Linked DNA regions of Pan troglodytes: regions 1 and 3 are each linked to region 2. Evidence: chromatin contacts called from public HiChIP or PLAC-seq data. All regions are on one chromosome and are shown on one strand. Each heading gives the region's core, a stretch centred on a gene start, on an enhancer-like site or on the middle of the called end of the contact. The rest is flanking DNA. Distances are from core to core; before and after follow the strand shown. Region 1 holds the start of C1QBP (complement C1q binding protein). Region 2 holds the start of AIPL1 (aryl hydrocarbon receptor interacting protein like 1). Region 3 holds the start of DERL2 (derlin 2).

What was found. HiChIP or PLAC-seq counts read pairs in DNA pulled down with a chosen protein or histone mark.
Region 1: a contact with region 2 is called in an H3K4me3 HiChIP or PLAC-seq map of stem cell-derived excitatory neurons, with 15 times the contacts expected there. The contact joins the promoter of C1QBP here to the promoter of AIPL1 in region 2. A contact is called at or near these places in 1 of 7 Hi-C or Micro-C datasets (stem cell-derived neural progenitor cells) and 1 of 1 datasets of contacts at active chromatin or transcription factors (stem cell-derived excitatory neurons).
Region 3: an H3K4me3 HiChIP or PLAC-seq map of stem cell-derived excitatory neurons shows a contact between it and region 2, with 14 times the contacts expected there. The contact joins the promoter of DERL2 here to the promoter of AIPL1 in region 2. A contact is called at or near these places in 1 of 7 Hi-C or Micro-C datasets (stem cell-derived neural progenitor cells) and 1 of 1 datasets of contacts at active chromatin or transcription factors (stem cell-derived excitatory neurons).

Annotation. Positions count from the first base shown.
Region 1 is chr19:15,954,542-15,957,241 of NHGRI_mPanTro3-v2.0_pri, forward strand. C1QBP (complement C1q binding protein) reads right to left here and starts at 1,427. Exons shown (of 6, transcript XM_511993.9): 1 at 1-1,427. It overlaps DHX33 (DEAH-box helicase 33), which reads right to left. Exons shown (of 11, transcript XM_003952955.6): 11 at 2,252-2,700.
Region 2 is chr19:16,935,653-16,938,667 of NHGRI_mPanTro3-v2.0_pri, forward strand. It overlaps AIPL1 (aryl hydrocarbon receptor interacting protein like 1), which reads right to left and starts at 1,639. Exons shown (of 5, transcript XM_063799510.1): 1 at 1,495-1,639; 2 at 400-579. The coding sequence starts at 1,590.
Region 3 is chr19:15,999,521-16,002,572 of NHGRI_mPanTro3-v2.0_pri, forward strand. It overlaps DERL2 (derlin 2), which reads right to left and starts at 1,787. Exons shown (of 7, transcript XM_009431690.4): 1 at 1,354-1,787; 2 at 116-181. The coding sequence starts at 1,461. MIS12 (MIS12 kinetochore complex component) reads left to right here and starts at 1,356. Exons shown (of 2, transcript XM_001166929.6): 1 at 1,356-1,654.

The DNA of each region.
Region 1 (2,700 bases), core at 177-2,676, 980 kb before region 2:
ACCCTGGGGGAAGGGATGCTGATGTCCAGAAGCTTCCATAAAAACCCAAGAGGAGAGGGTTTGCAGAGCCTCTGATAGCTGAATACGTAGAGGTTCCTGGAGGGTGGTGGCCCAGGGTAGGCAATGAACCTCGGAGCTTCTTCCCCATTCCCCACCCTGCTCATCTCATCTGTATCCTTGGTCATATCCTTTATATGAAACCGGTGAATGTGTTTCCCTGAGTTCTGTGAACTGCTCCAGTGAGTTAACATAATCCAAAGAGGGGGGTCGTGGGAACCCCAACTTGAAGCGGGTTGGTCGGAAGTTTCAGAGGCCCAGACTTGCCATTGCTGTCTGAAGGTGGCGGCGGTCTTGGGGACTGAGCCCTCAACCTATGGGATCTGACACTATCTCCAGGTAGATACTGTTGGGATTGAATTGGAGGACACCCAGCTGGTGTCTGCTGCTTAGTGTGGAGGGAAAAAACCCAAACCTTTGGCCACAGAAGTCTTCTGTGTTGATTGTTGTGTTGTGAGAGCAAAGGAAAGTCTGAGGGTTTTCCTGAAAGAGGCCTTCCTAGAACCTTTTTTCCACCGGCTCGGAACTCATGCTCGTGCGCACCCAGCCCATATGCTTCATTCTCTTTTCAACAGGAACCTCCTAGCGTTGCTGCTTTAACCAGGTTAAACCCAACCAGACTGTGACATCCTCAAGGGCAGGATCCATGATTAATTTTTGTGACCTTCCCTCTCTGCACCTCCAACCTTGCATCCAAGTTCTAATGGAACATCATTTTTCTGGGGACAAGAAGCCAGCTTATATCATTTAGATAAGTCCAGAGGCTTCCATAAAAACCCGAGGACAGGGTTTGGAGAGCCTCTGATAGCTAAATACATGGAGGTTCCTGGAGGGTGGTGGCCCAGGGAGGGCATGGAGGCTCGGAGCTTCTTCCCCATTCCCCACCCTGCTCATCTCCTTACCTGTATCCTTGGTCATATCTTTTGTATGAAACCGGTAAATGTGTTTCCCTGAGTTCTGTGAGTTGCTCCAGTAAATTAATATAACCCAAAGACAGGGTTCAGATTTATTAAAAATCAACAATCCTACCTTCCCAGGATATACAGGACATATAAGCTACTAAGAAGCTATGTCTTACTAACTCATGGTAAGACTAACACTTAATATTTTCTAAATAATTTTCTATGAATAATGGAAAAGAGATGCAAGAAACAAGTCACACACATCATATACAAGATTCATTTTTAATGGATTTGATCGTCGGGTGCAAATTTGAGCATTATTTACAAGAGCTTTCTGTAGAGTTATTTCTGTTCAAATAAAACCAGACTCTCAAAATACAACATAAGCCTGAACCTACTTGATTTTTTTTTCTCCCTCTAGTTACCAAGGAATATCGTATCTCAGATGCATGGCCTACTATCACACTGGTCTTTAAAGAAAAAAAAAAAATGCATGGCCACAGTTGCAGGCAGTTCCTGGTAGCTGGATTTAGTGGATTTATATATGACAGTACAGTACATCATCAGTTTCACCCACAGGGCAGAACCTGCCTCCATTCAGGCATTTCTTTACAACTGGCAGCAAGGCAGCATTAAGGGTTTTTAGCCAGGACCTGCTGTTTGCAGTCCTGCCCCTTGTAGTGTTACTCTGGGTGTTGCACACTCCATGATTACTAGAAGACAAACACCTGAGGCATGCAATCTGCTTGGAGTGCATCTATTTACATGAAGCTGCTCACGGGAGCTGGTGATTCTTCCTGATATGGGTTTCGTAGGTTGGCAAAGAGTTATCACACCATCAGAGATTTTACCAATGGAAAGAGAGTAGCTGAAGATTATATTGCAATGTTATTGTGAAACATTTAACTTTCTTAAGTTTAAAGTGTACTATCTCCTGCAGCTCAATATAAACAACGATGTATTTCTTTGTAGCAGTATGTGGAGTCAGAATGGGTTTTCCAATCTGATTTAATCCCTGAGCAGCTATGTTAAAAGTTAACTTTTTAAAAAAGCCCAATAAAAAACTAAATACTGTATTAAAACTCTACCACAATGTTACAGGGATAAACTTATTTCTGTACAGAAACATTAAAGCTACTTAGAAGCTGTTTACATCCTTTGCCTCTCAGAAAAAAAATATACATTTCCGGAAACTGTTCAGGTACCTAAGCTGGACATAAATTACCCCAAGTTTTTTCTTTTTCTTTCTTTCTTTCCTTCCTTCCTTCCTTCCTTCCCTCCCTCCCTCCCTCCTTCCTTCCTTTCTTTCTTTTTTTTTCTGAGACAGTCTCACACTGTCGGCCAGGCTGGAATGCAGTGGCGTGATCTTGGCTCACTGCAAACTCTGCCTCCCAAGTTCAAGCAATTCTTGTGCCTCAGCCTCCCAGGTAGCTGGGATTACAGGCGTGTGCCACCATGCCCAGCTAAGTTTTGTATTTTTAGTAGAGACGGGGTTTTGCCATGTTGGCCAGGCTGGTCTTCAACTTCTCAGGCAATCCACCCACCTCAGCCTCCCATCCCAATGCTGGGATTACAGGCATGAGGTGATCCGCCCGCCTTGGCCTCCCAAAGTGCTGGGATTACAGGTGTGAGCCACTGCGCCCGGCCACCCCCCAATTTTTTTTTTTTTTTTTTACCAGCACTATGAATGATTAAAAATACAATACTTTTTCTTTCTAAGTAGGACTAAACATCCTAATCC
Region 2 (3,015 bases), core at 389-2,888:
ATAATTACGCTACTGCACTCCAGCCTGGGTGACAGAGCAAGACCCTATCTCTCTCTCTCTCTCTCTCTCTCTCTCTCTCTCTCTCTCTCTCACACACACACACACACACACACACACACACACACACACACACACAAATGTGAGGACTGTGAAGTGGGCCAGCTCACTCCTGCTGGTCATAGCCCTGCTCCCCATCAGCCAGACACAGCATGGGTCACCCCTTCCAGCCCTTGTTCCCTCCATCTTCACATGCACAGCTGTGGGGAATAAGGTTGCAGGACTGGCTTTGCAAAGCTTCGCTTGAGTCCCAGCTTTCCCGAAACACAGCAGCCCCGCAAAGCGGGTGGGTGAGCCCAGAAAAGACTAGTCCCAGGAGACAGGCGTGCAGGGCCTACTTACGATGGTGTCGCACCAGAACTCGGCCACCTCGTGCACCCGCATGGAGGTAAGCAGGATCTCCCAGACCTCGAGCTTGAACATGTTTCCGATGATGATGTGCATGGGCTGGCCCACCTGCCGGCTGTCGTCAATGACTGTCCGCTCCTCATCACATTTCATGGTGCGGAAATGAAAGATCACCTGGTCACCGAGACGGTGCACTCTGCTCTAGACACACCGTTCAAGGCCCGGCAGAAGCCACCCCCTTGCCACCGACACCCAGGGCTGTCCCCAGGGTCAGCTCACTCAGTTCACCCCATCAGATGCCTCAGACCTCTGGAGCACCTCCACCCTGCCTGCACCCCCCAGGGAGGAGGGACCCACCCCTCCCTACAGACCCCATTCCACTCCCCACAGCCCTGTGCGTCCAGAAATCCTTCCTCAAAGAAACCCGAGTTCTTTTTTTTTTTTTTTTTTTTTTTTGAGACAGAGTCTCACTCTGTTGCCCAGGTTGGAGTGCAGTGGTATGATCTCGGCTCACTGCAACCTCCACCTCCTGGGCTCAAGTGATTCTCCTGCCTCAGTCTCCTGAGTATCTGAACTGGGATTACAGGCGTCCAGCACATCTGGCTACTTTTTGTGTTTTCAATAGAGACGGGGTTTCACATGTTGGTCAGGCTGGTCTCGAACTCTTGACCTCATGATCTGCCCATCTTGGCCTCCCAAAGTGCTGGGATTACAGGCAGGAGCCGCCTCGCCTGGCCAAAGCCCGAATTCTGTAGCCACAGATGCACCCTTCAGTCCAGGGAAGCCCAACAGACATTTGGGGACAAATACCAAGACCCCTCGGACTCCCTTTCTTCTCAGTCAACATTTAGGGCTCCAGAAAATTCCCAAAAGCCCTTCCCCTCAGCCCATGCTAAAGTTGAATCTGCAAAGTACCAAAAATGCCCCCTGAATGGGGTAAACTCTGGGAGCTTCCCGGAGGCCCAGCGCTGGGGCTGCCTGGCTGTTTTTTTGGCACAGCTGGAAGCTGTTTACAGTGCCTTGGGGCACTCCTGGAATGTTGAAGGCTGCTGTGGGGGACCCTGTCTGCTCCGGAGGGGCCCCACTCACTCGGGATCCGGTGATGAAGTTTGGGAGCTCGCCCGTGCCCCCGTGCAGAATGGTTTTCTTGACCCCTTCCACGTTCAGGAGCAGAGCGGCATCCATGGCTGCAGGAGAAAGGGAGGTGTCCAGCACAGGCGGAGATAATCTCACCTCCGGGGAAGACCCTTAGGCGGCTGAGACTCTGGGATTTACCCAGCCAGGAGGAGTGGGGGGAAGGGCAGACGGTGGGGGCGGTGACCTAGGCGCCCCGGCTTCTCATCAGAGCCACTCGGGCCGGGCCTGTGGTCCACAGGCAGCCTCGCCTCCTATCCCATCCACCTTTGCTTCCAGTGATTCTGGGCCCCTGCCCAGGGTTGTGCTAGATTTGGCTTTTTGTTCCACCCCAAGAAGGAAAAAGGTCCGCTGAGCTTTCTTAAAGAAGACAGGGGACCAGGCACGGTGACTCACGCCTGTAATCCCAGCACTTTGGGAGGCCGAGGCGGGCAGATCACGAGGTCAAGAGATCGAGACCATCCTGGCTAATATGGTGAAACCCCATCGCTACTAAAAATACAAAAATTAGCCGGGGGTGGTGGCGGGCGCCTGTAGTTCCAGCTACTCGGGAGGCTGAAGCAGGAGAATCACTTGAACCCGGGAGGCGGAGGTTGCAGTGAGCCGAGATAGCGCCACTGCACTCCAGCCTGGCGATGTGGAGAGAGGCCTGGAGGCCACTGAAGGGGAAAAGGAGGGGAGGCATGGGCTGGGCCCAGACTCTAAGTCCCCGAGGACCCCAGGCCAGCCGGGGTGGCAGCTGCCCTTTGCCATCCAGCCACCTTCCTACTTTCCCTGTTCCCCCTCCCCTGCGCAGAATCTGCCTTTAGGAGGCCCTGCGATGGTGGCCCAAGGGAAGAGGCGACAGGTTTCTGGCTTGGGAGGGAAGGAAGACGGAGAACGAAAGGCGGGGTGGGTTTGGGTAAAGTTGAGGCGCCCTCCGCAGCCCCGCTCCTGCCTCCCCTGCAAGGTCTGGCTGGGGGAAGGGTGGGTATCCCCTCCCCTCCCCTTTGGAGGCCCTTAGCCCTGTGCCCTGGGAACCAGGCAGAGTTTATTGAGGGCATCAGGGACGCCCAGAAGGGCTGGGAAACATAAATGCGAAGACCTGGTGTTTGGCACCACCGTGTGGCCAGTTCAAGCTCCTACACCTCCGCACCCTGAGGGCACTGGACTCAGCTCCACAAAACCATTCTCTTCCTGACACCAGGCTCACTGGTTGCAGAGGGAAGGGGTGCAGGACTCTGCTACAGGGAGAGAGAAAAACACGGGACTAAGGAGGCTGAAGTAGGTGGATCACCTGAGGTCAGGAGTTTTGTATTTTTAGTAGTCTGTACTAAAAATACAAAAATTACCCAGGCATGGTGGTGCGCACCTGTAATCCCAGCTACTCAGGAGGCTGAGGCAGGAGGCTGAGGCAGGAGGCTGAGGCAGGAGCCTCGCTTGAACCCTGGAGGCGGAGGTTGCAGTGAGCTGAGACCGTGCCACTGCACTCCAGCC
Region 3 (3,052 bases), core at 537-3,036, 940 kb before region 2:
AATCAAAGGTCCCCACTGGGTTCTTTTTTAGGATAGTGTATAACAGGATTTGCTACTAAACAGTAAGAAAAAGAAGAAACTGAAGCATTAATCACTATTGTGATGAACCACTTACTTGAAAGTGTTTAAAGATTAATTCAGGATTGAAGTACAACTGAAAAGGTGTGATCAATTCCAACTGCTGAAATAGAAAAAGAGCTTCTTAAAGCAAATCAACCAAGAAACAAAATTTCATCATTTACAACAAAGAATTAGTAGGTCTAGCAATTTCCAACTCTCGGTCACTTAGACTGATTTCCTTTAAGCCTTTCTTCTTAGGCCAGAGGAAGAGGTTGGTAAAGAATTCTCTAGGATTGGTAGAATTCTTTGTATCCTCAATACCTAACACAAAAAAGTCTGTTTTATGTTGCAATAGTTGAGGCTGACATGAAGAAATGAGGCAGACAGGTGGTGATATTTTAGACACAGGACAAATAAAAACAGCTGCTATGAATCTACCCACCACATGGGCACCACCTGAAACAGCTGTATGAAACAACAAAACTCACTTGAAATAACGGAGACTGGAGACCCTGCCACCGTTAGGGCTGGGTACCTCCAGCTAGCCCCTTATTTAGATTCAGAGACCCTTTTTATTATAAGCCATTCCCCTCTCGACAGTTTCCAGCTTGCTTTCCCCATTCCTGTTTCTTCACTAAACGGACCTTCCTCTCACTAGTCACCATGGTACCACCTGGCCATTGGCAGAGCTCTCGGACACATTTCTTGGGTGGGAGGCTCCCGCAACCCTAACCCGCTATAGGTCGGGCGCTCATCTCTTAGAAACTGACCTGACCCCCCATGAAGCAGCACTCCCTTCTCACGTCACTGGATAAGCATTCTTGGCGCCAACTCGAACCCCAGAGTAATCCCTGTACGCCTCCACCCATCCCCGGGACCAGCCCCTCTGGGCCTCCCCGAGGCCCAAACCCCAGTTTCCTGAAGACCCAGTCATATCCAGCCCAGATAATGAGAAGGTGGCACTGCAGCTGCTCACCACGGCGGCGGTGGTGAGGACGCAGGCAGTGGTGTAGGCGCGGCTGACCGGTGGGATCTGCAGGTACTCCAGCCGCAAGCTCTGGTACGCCATCTTCCCCACCGTCGCCTGCCCCACCCCCCGCCCCATTTCCCCTTCCGCCAGCAGGCCCCGGCGGCGGGGCGGGCCCAAAGGCTCCCCGCCCACTTTAGTTTTCCCGCGACTGCCCAATCAACGCCAAGCAACCGGCCAGCCGCCAATCCGTAGAGACCTAAGGAACGCACATCCGCCAATCACGAGTTGCGTCGCCACCGCCCCCCAGCGCCCCATCTCCCCACCCTCTCTTCTCCACCAGCCAACGTCCGGGAAAAACGAGTAAGTCCAGGTTCGTTCTGCCAATCCCCGCCGGCCACAGCTAACTTTCCCGCCCGGCCCCTTTCTGTCATAATTGAGGTGTCCACAACCAGCCAATCAGGAACGCGAGAGTATCCCGCGTTTGCTTTCGCTCGCCGAGGCGCGTATCAGTCGGAATTTTGGGGAGCCAACCGCGCCGTCGGTCCCTGGCAAGCCAGCTGCGGTTTCAAGGAGGTGGCGGGAAGCCTGTGTGTGCTCGAATTCGTCACCCTCATGGTCGCTCCGGTAAGTGCTGCGGGGCAGCATTTTCTCTGAGGAGGAGCGGGGACGGGCGAGACTGGCTTAAGCGTCTTCGCGAGGGAGCGCGGCGGCCTGTGTGTCGGCCTCACCCCGGGCTCCGACCTGAAGGTCCCAGCATGCAGCGCGGGCGCGGGGCCCGACGGAAGCCGGGAGCCGGCCGGAAGCAGTTCCTGCGCTCTGGCTTCTGGGTCCTGTCCTGCGCGATCGCGGGGTCTTAGACAGCTCAACTCGCCGAGATGACCTGGGCACCTCTGCGTTGAATCGGCAAATACTGATCAAGCCGCATTTATTCTGCTCTCAGGAACTCTAAGTCTAGCAGAGAAGATGAGGCGGTAGATGTTCATCAGTCAGTGCCCGAAGAGAAGTCCTAATGGGAATTCGAAGAAAGGAGTTAATCAAGGAAGTGTATTTTTTTGTTGTTGTTTGAGATGGCGCCCACCTGTAATCCCAGCTACTTGGGAGGCTGAGCTAAGAGGATCACTTGAACTTAGGAGGCAGAGGTTGTAGCGAGCCGAGATCATACCACTGTACTCCAGCCTGGGCGAAAGAGTGAGACTTTGTCTCAAACAACAACAACAAGAAAATTAGCCAGGCATGGTGGCCTGCACCTGTTGTCCTGGCTACTTGGGAGACTGAGGTGGGAGGATTGCTTGGGCCCGGGAGGTTGAGGCTGCAGTGATCCGTGATCGTGCCACTGCACTCCAGCCTGGGCGACAGAGCGAGAACATGTCTCAAAGAAAAAAAGAAAAACAGAAAGAAATCCTACCTTACATATACAGTCAAACAGTTATAACCACTCCATATTTAGCCATTACAAACGTAAATTTTTATTTTATTTTATTTTATTTTTTGAGACAGAGTCTCGCTCTGTTGCCCAGGCTGGGGTGCAGTGGCACAATCTCGGCTCACTGCAACCTTCGCCTCTCGGGTTCCAGTGATTCTCCTGCCTCAGCCTCCCGAGTAGCTGGGATTGCAAGTGCCCACCATCACGCCTGGGTAATTTTTGTATTTCTAGTAGAGATAGGGTTTTGCCATGTTGGCCAGGCTGGTCTCGAACTCCTGACCTCAGGTGATCCGTCCATCCGGCCTCCTAAAGTGCTGAGATTACAGGCTTGAGCTATGGTGCTCAGCCTACAAACATAAATTCTTAAGATTGGCTGCATCTTATCTTCCCATAAGAAGATTTGACTGTACTGCTTATTGCAAATTATTTCATAAAGTGCATCCTAAATTCACCTGATAATTGAAGTAGCAGTTTGTTTTAGCTAATTGCCTGTATCTGAAGGAATAATAAAATTTCTCTTATTTCTATGACAAGCATATCATTTCATCTCAGAAAAAGATGCCTAGGTTGAATTCCCACAATGATAAGGAGATAGGGGT